Regions from separate parts of the Sus scrofa genome. Here region 2 is linked to region 1. Evidence: chromatin contacts called from public HiChIP or PLAC-seq data. All regions are on one chromosome and are shown on one strand. Each heading gives the region's core, a stretch centred on a gene start, on an enhancer-like site or on the middle of the called end of the contact. The rest is flanking DNA. Distances are from core to core; before and after follow the strand shown.

Region 1 (3,850 bases), core at 565-3,064:
TTCCAATAAAAACATGGCCTTCCCGTTCCTTGGTCCCGAGCCCTTTGCCGCGCTCCCAGGGCCCCACTCACACACTCCAGCAGATACAAGGCCTCTTCTGGGTGAAGCCGCTGCCGTCCCTGCTCTGAGAAGCCCATAGTCTGCCAGAATTTACCCTGCGTGGGACCCAGAGCAAATGTCACAAAGGAGCCGGGAGGGCAGGGAGGGCGGGCTCCCTGTCTCAAAGGCCCACGGCTCACCGCAGGAGACTTCAGCTCCACGAAGCCTTCTTCCGGTCTCCACTCGGCGGCCACCAAACTGCCCCTGGCAAGGAGTGGGGAGGGGGCCGTCTCAATCTGCGGGCTTAGTCGACCCGGTCCGTCCGCCCGGCTCCGCCCCCGGCCCGGCCCGCCCCCCTCACAGGCGCTCCACGCGCTCCTCCGCCAGCAGCTGCCAGAGCTCCTCGCGGCACAAGCGCAGCCGCTCAGCCTGGGCCGCCGAGCCGTCGGGAAGGAAGTCCTTGGGGCCATGCGAGCGCTGGGGCAGCTTCTGGGGCCGCGAGCGGGCGGCGAAGAGCTCCGGCACACTGGGGAAAGCAAGAAGGGACGCGGGGTTAGCGCCACGCAGTCGGGACCGCTCGGCCCTGGCCGGGATCCCCGTCCTGGGTGCCCATCTCCTTCCCTGCGCCCACCCTGCGGTCCCGGCGCCTCCCCCGGGCCGGGCCGCGCCGCGCCGCACCTGAGCACGCGCCCGGGAGGAACCTCCACCTCGGCGGACCCAGGTTCGGGCTCCATCGGGCCGCCGTCTGCAGCTGCGCGCGCGCGCGCGCGCGCCGCCCATGCCCCGCCCACCGCCGGAACTCCGCGCGGCCCTAGCGCCCGCCAATCCGACCTCTGCTCCTCCGCGCTCCAGATCAACCCACCTGCTTTCCACCTTCCTGGTGTCCTGGGTCCTAGCGCCTGCCAACAGACATGGGGCTCGATTCCGGAGGCGGAGAGCTTGCAGGTTTCTGGATTTGTTAGGACCATCTCTCCGATCCCCAGCCCTCCTCTGGGCTCCTCTCTAGTAAAACTTGCGGAGCCTGACGTTTGAAAGTGTGCTATGAAGAGTCAAATTCATGATCTTCCCCTCCGCAGCCCTGAGCTGCTTAGTCCCCATCACCCATTGGGACAGGGAGGGAAGAAGAGGGGTGTAGAGATGGGCGAGTGCTAGGTTCCCGAATTCCAGCTTCACAAACTGGAGGCCGCCGAGGGCTGTCAGATGCGATCTAGGGAGGTTCGGTGTTCCTTCAGGGTCTTCCGTTGGGTCTCTTCCTAAGGGCTCGGAAACTATGTTTTCAGGGCCGGGGGCGGGAGGCCGCTGTCCGACCCACGATGGTGCTGAAGCGCCACCATAGATGGTCATAGGCACCTCCTCGAAGCTGGGGTCCCCGCCGCCGCCACCACGGGCCGCTCCGACACGGGCCGCTAGGTGGCACCATTGCTCCAACCAGCGGTTGTTGGTCTGCTATTCTGGCCTCGCGGGCAGAGGTCGCCGCGGCGGTCCCTGGAGGGGCGAGGGGCAAAAGGGAAGGGGGATTTCCCAAGTGAGATTCCTGGGTCTCGGTTCCCAGACCCCTTCGCATCATGTCTTCCCTCCCGCCCGTCACAAACAGGGCACCTCACCCTTCAGTCTGAACCCTAGAGCCCCAGATCGCCCCTGCTCCAACAGCCGGGACGCAGCGTACTCTCGTCCCCACCCCCGCCGCTTCACCTGGGCGCATGCGCTGAGCGAGGCAGTGTCCAAGGTCCGGACCCGAGTGATGGGGGCGGGGCCTGGGCGGCTCGGGGCGGGGCCCCAGGCACTGACTGACAGCCCGACTGCGCGGCCGGGACGATCCCTCCGCTCCCGATCCGGCGGGAGGGAAGGGGGAGGGGCGGGATTTCCTGCGGGAGGCGCCGAGCCGGCCTTGGAAAAGGAGGAGAAGAAGGAGAAAAGGGGTAAGGGGGGCAGTGGGAGCCGCCGTCCGGAGTGCCAGGGACCGAGCGGGACCAGCCGGACCCCCAGCGGGGCGGCTGGAGAGGTGAGACGGCGGGGTCTGAGCTGGGGGTCAGCACCCTTGAGGGCGGGTACAAACTAACTTTTCCTGCGGGATCGGCGGGCGCCTACATCTGTCGGCTCCTTCTGTCCTTTTCGCGCCCCTATCCCGTCCTCCCGCATCAATCCCTCCGGCACTTGGCCCTCCCGGTCCCTCCCGCCGCTTTGTTCCCCGGTCGGCTGGAGCTGGGCTGGGTTGGGGGGGTTGCGCGGCGCTGGACTGGCATTCCGGGGGGCGGGGGAGCCAGCCCGACCCCAGGCACTGCCAGGGGCGCCCTCCCCCAATGTCGGCCTCGGGCCTTGAGCTGGAGTGCCCTCTGGGTTGGGCTTGGGACATTTTGGGAGGAAGGGCGACCCCAGCTAGGGCCCCAGGCCTGCACGGGGCTCATGCCACAGGACTTGGGCAGCAAATTCATGGCCACTGAGGAACTGACGTAAGCTTTTCTAAAGTGAAGTCGGGGCTCTGGGCCACAGATTCAGGCTTGGGGGGGGCCAGGCAGCCTCATTTACCAGCGGTGCCCCAGCTCTTATCTCTGTTCTCTGCCCAGCTGCTTCCCCATCCCGCGCAAGGGTCAGCAACAGGTGCCGGAAAGCCTCCCTGTCCTGCAGGCAGACCCTCGGCCAGAGATGGAGAGCCGTAGCTCCCACTCCACCCTCTAGATTCATGAAGAGCCCTGGGGCAAGGGCATCCAGCTATTACAGCAAAGCTTAGAGAGGGAGGGGTCTGGGGGCAGGCGCCTTCCACAGGGAGTGACCACGGGCCGGGCTGCCTGCGCCTGACCTTCTGCCAGGCCCCACCTTCTGGCCCACCAGTTGTCTGTGGGTGTCAGTGCCCGGGGCTGTGGAGAACAGGCTGCTGGCCCCGCCTACCCCAATGTGTCGTGCTGCCAGGGCCCCTCCTGCCCCAGGTTGAGGTGCTGCCAGGTGCCCTGGGGCCTCAGTGACTCAACCTCCCCCTCCCAGGACCCCTTCCCCCCACCAAGTGCTGCTCTCAGGCGTGGTGGCTCCCTCCCCTCTTTGAGTGGCTCAGCCCCTCCCTTGACTCACAAGGGCAGCCAGGATGATTTGGGGGGTCCCTGGAGGCCCTGTCCGGTTCTTTCTCTGAGCCCTGCTTCTGGGACCCTTTCAGGCTCTGGCCCAGCCTTCAGCGGACCACACCTTTTCCAGACCCCTGACACCTGTCCACCGCCGCCGCTGCTGCCGCCGCTGCCCAAGGCCCGAGGGAATGCAGGCTGCCCTCTGGGTGGGCACTGGTGCTCCTGAGCCACTTTGGGAAGATTGGCGTTCCCAGTCCTGGCCCATCCCTGGGCTGTCGGAAGCTGCAAGCTGATATCCGTCCAGATTTCCACACAGCCTCCACCCCCTCAGAGATCAGCTTTCCGGCCTGTGGTGGCAGCTCACGAAGCACCTTGAGGGAGTAGCTGTCAGCGCCTGACAAGAAGCCCCCAGCCTGGGACACCAGACACCCTCCCCCCCGGACACCTGGTCCTCCCAAGGGCCCAGGGATGGCACCCTGACGCCTCGACTTAGATCAGCTTCCTGCTTCTGCCCTGGAACCCTGATCCCAGCCCAGGGACCAGGATGGGTCGTGAACAGGACCTAATCCTCGCTGTCAAGAATGGAGATGTGACTGGTGTGCAGAAACTGGTGGCTAAGGTCAAGGCTGCAAAGACGAGTGAGTACCTGGTGGGGTAACTGCCCAGGGAGACCCTCCCCTGAGTGCCAGGCCATAGGGAGGCCTCACCCTGACCTGGGGGCTTGGCGGGGGAGGACTGCCTTTTTCCATACAAGGAGC
Region 2 (3,850 bases), core at 799-3,298, 150 kb after region 1:
CTTCTGTGAAATAAAACAAATGATCCAGAAGCTTCACCATGCCACTGTCTGCGGGTTCGCGCTTTGGTCAGTAAACTCTTAACACAGTTCTCATCATGTGCCAGAGACTGTGCTAGGTGCCGGGAAGTTAGGGTTTGTAGTTAAATTATGGTATAATAAAATGTCTGTGTAGTTAATATGAAGTTCTTTGGAAGATCACATCGTGGAAGCCTTAGCCTGGAGAGAGGTTCGGTCACCCTGCAGTCTGGTAATGGGATGAAACCTGTAGAGACGTTTCTATAATGGGCGTTCCCCTCGTGGCACAGCCGAAACAAATCCAACTAGAACCATGAGGTTTCAGGTTCAATCCCTGGCCTCGCTTAGTAGGCTGAGGATCTGGCGTTGCTGTGAGCTGTGGCGTAGGTTGCAGATGCAGCTCAGATCCCACGTTGCTATGGCTGTGGTGTAGGCTGACAACTGTAGCTCTGGTTCAACCCCTAGCCTGGGAACCTCCACATGCCGCACGTGGGTACAGCCCTAAAAAGCAAAAAAAAAAAAAAAAAGTTTCTATAATGAAGAATCTGTGAAGTCCTCACAGAAACTTCTTTTTACTTGAAGAACTAGGCACCTTATTATAATGGCTCAATAAATATTTCATTGAATGATTTACAAGGAGAAAACCAGTCTCATTTGTAAAGTATGTATTTCCAGTGTTTGTTTGGAACTTGTACTGGCTTGTATCTTTGTAACTATGAGTTTGAGCTCTGCTCTCCCCACCAAAAGGTGTTGGATTCCGTGAAGAATGTCTGTCTTCTGGTGTTAGACTCCCTTATCACTTGTTCCTTGCTTTTGCACATAGTAGCTCAGTAGGTAGTTTTGAAATTATATTCAGACCAAATTCCTGTACAAAGGCCTGGACCAATTTGTTCATGATAATAAACTCAGAAGTATTAAATCTTCGAAGGTATAGATGGAAGAGATTCCTGGGCCCCATCAGTGGATTGATTGATAATGTCCTGCATTTGAGGTCCGTGTAACTTTAGATGGGTGGGGATTATTAATATGCAGCCGTGCTCTGGTTACTAAACTCTAGACACAAGTAGCGATATCCAGGAAACTCCAAAAGATGAGCATGAGATGACTAGATTCCTGGGAAGTGTACCAAGCACAGTTTTGCATTCTCGTGGCTTCTTAGTGTCCCTCTTTGCTTTGGGAGTCATGTGGGCTGTTCGTGGACAGCATCACGGAACGCGCTCTGCAAGGAGGAGGAGCTGGGTGGTGGTTCCTGGGAGTGCATGGTGCATCCTGCCTCGGGCCCTGCATACAAGCCACATCATTTGTGCACATCCGTTCCTGTGATCCATCCTCACAGGATGGATGGAGATTAGCTCAACCTTTTCTGTAAAGGGTCAGATAAATACTGTAAGCCTTGTGGGCCATGTGTGGTCTCTGTCACATCACATATTCTTGTTAGAATTTTTTTAAATAATCCTTTAAAATGTTTAAATATAGTCTTAGATTGTGGACCATACAGAAACTGCCTAGATTTAGGCCTATGGCACTGGGTCCAATGATAACAAAACCTACCTGAGTGCCCTTTTGTTTTCATAGTTCCAGACTGAAAGGGAATTCAGCAGAACATCAGACTGTAATTTGAATATTAAATGAAATGCCTGTGGCTCTGAAGCCTTGTTTTTCTCCATACTGTTTCGGGTGTCAGCCACATTTCAAACCTGACTGTTGAATACATGGGAAGGGCCCCCTTCCTTGGGTGGTTGTAGTTTCTGACCTGACTGATGGATTAGCCTTTTAGGAAGATTCCCTCTCGGGCCTGCTTCCTCCCCTCTGTGGGGAACATGGGGCTAATAATTGATCAGGAAGCATCCAGTTCAGGCCCCTGGCTCCGTCGTGGTGTTCTCCACAGACTGGCTGAAAGGCAGGCAGTGCTCATCACAAGCTCTGAAAAAGGAAACCGTTTTGCCAGAAAAGCCCCTGACCTTGTGCCTGTGTGCTCGTTGGCCTGACAGGCCTGTTCCACGTGACGGGGCTGCCCTGGGCCTGGATGTCCAGGAGAACAGGGTCGCTGCTGGTTTCGCAGCTTCGGGAGAGCACGGCGTGCCAGGCCCCCCTTCCTCCCCTTTCTGGTTTTTCTTAGGGAGGAAGGGGGAAGTTTAAAATGGAGTGTGACCTCATGCAGCATCTGAGCTAACAGATTAGACGCAGACTCCAAAACGACTGTTGGCGTTCGAGTCGCACCATGAGTTGTATGTACTGGGGGTGGGTCCAATATATGCTTTTCACATTCAGTGCCTCTCGATGGAAGCCTACGGGGTGTGATGAAGAATTGAATTGGAAAATGAGCTGCCCACTCCCATTAGCTTTCTCCCTCCCTCGTTATTTTTCCTGTAGTATAAACCCATCTTTTAAAAAAAAATGAATTAAAAAAAATTGACCACAGCCGTGTGGTTACACATAAATATTGCCATTAAAAGAAGTTCATTAAATTTATCAATAATATAAAATGCTGAGGAAACATGAGGGGTGGTGTTAAATGTCCTGAGAGTGCCAGCTGTTCCTCACACAATGTCACACTCCTTATGTTGGGGGACATCCTTGAGGGGGAGAGGGGGTGTTTAGTGAAAATGGGAGCAGATACGAAAGAAGTCTTTATTAAATAAAATGGTCTCCTACTCATTTTCTGTTTTTCAGTGTGGCTGCTTATAACAGGGGGTGTGTTTACTTTGTAAAAATTCCAGGTAGAGTGTTTTGCCTCACTGCGGGTGTTTGTTTGTTTGTTAATGGAAAATAAAAATGAGTGGCTTTTCAGCTGGGAAAGCAGTGCCACCAGCTCTGTATATCTGTGCCCTGTGAGGGCAGGTCTGAAAACACAGGCCTCTAACCACCAGCCAGCATCGCTGCCCCAGGGAGCTTGAGGGAGGAGCCCTGCTTTTTATTTTTACTTCACGCACATCTACGCTATTTTAATTCATATTCATTACTTTTACCTTAAAAAGGGGAAACAGAAAGGAAAATGCCTATCTGGTGGGAAAATGGGGGGGGGGGGGGGCAGGAGGAAAGAATGTGGCTCCCAGCCAGATGCCTGCTGCGCGGGGGCCTCGTAAACCAGTAAACCAAGCGCCCAGGGACCAAGACAGTGCTCACGCGTCCCCGTGCTGTGAGCTGTCCTTGCCCAGTCGGAGGGCATCCTGCCGTGCTAATCCGCAATTTCTCTGTGGGCACTGGAGGCCTTCGCCTCGAGTTATGTGTCAGGGCAGGAAGGCAGGTCGGTTGTACCAGCTCCTCCGCGCAGCTCGGCGTTATAGCACCCCAAGTGCGAAAGACACAAGGATGCAGATTTTAGGGCTGTTTTAGGTTATTGATGGCAACTTCTGACTGTACCCTTCCTCGCAGCTCACGTCCTTCTGTTGGGATTTTAGTATAGTGTATTATTTCAGAGGCATCTTGTGGTGCAGTTGCTTATAAGTAAGATGGATGTGTGGTAGGTTTAGAACCTTAGTTGATGCTTTGGTGCCTTTGCTTTTCTGGTTTGCGGATACACTGCCTGTTAGCTGCCCCGTAAGGAGTCTGATGAGGCCCATAGGTCTTTATTCGCTTATAAGTAGCGTTGTTGCTTTTTTAAAGTATTAGCTCGGTAAAGACAGCTTGGCACAGAGCACTGAGTTTCCAGTCATCTCTCCCAGTTAGTTAGGGCTTCCCTGTGGAAAGGGAGGTGGCTGTGACGAGATTGCTGCTCCTCTTCCTCCTGGTCGGCCCCCGGGGCTCCCACACTTTCCCTGAGTTCCCCTGCTTTCTCTCGTGACCAAAGTGAATGAGCACTGGGAGCAGAAGAATCTATAACTTGCTCCAAATG

The links. HiChIP or PLAC-seq counts read pairs in DNA pulled down with a chosen protein or histone mark.
Region 2: a contact with region 1 is called in an H3K27ac HiChIP or PLAC-seq map of skeletal muscle, with 5 times the contacts expected there. The contact joins the enhancer-like site here to the promoter of CASKIN2 in region 1. A contact is called at or near these places in 2 of 5 promoter capture datasets (fetal liver and liver), 14 of 47 Hi-C or Micro-C datasets (alveolar macrophages, blood, embryonic fibroblasts and 10 more) and 2 of 2 datasets of contacts at active chromatin or transcription factors (alveolar macrophages and skeletal muscle).

What each region holds. Positions count from the first base shown.
Region 1 is chr12:5,854,060-5,857,909 of Sscrofa11.1, forward strand. It overlaps CASKIN2 (caskin-2), which reads left to right and starts at 1,815. Exons shown (of 20, transcript XM_021066645.1): 1 at 1,815-2,041; 2 at 3,185-3,730. The coding sequence starts at 3,637. TSEN54 (tRNA-splicing endonuclease subunit Sen54) reads right to left here and starts at 1,732. Exons shown (of 12, transcript XM_021066651.1): 1 at 1,644-1,732; 2 at 902-1,524; 3 at 401-565; 4 at 240-303; 5 at 72-155. The coding sequence starts at 137.
Region 2 is chr12:6,000,068-6,003,917 of Sscrofa11.1, forward strand. All of the region lies in intron 3 of GRB2 (growth factor receptor bound protein 2), which reads left to right. Among named protein-coding and RNA genes, the nearest start is that of SLC25A19, 32 kb to the right of the region's middle. Within about 2 kb of position 2,049, at least 27 of the 83 cell types and tissues checked have an H3K27ac peak or open chromatin away from gene starts, as enhancers often do. A contact at or near this core is called in alveolar macrophages, fetal liver, liver and 2 more, where this site is marked.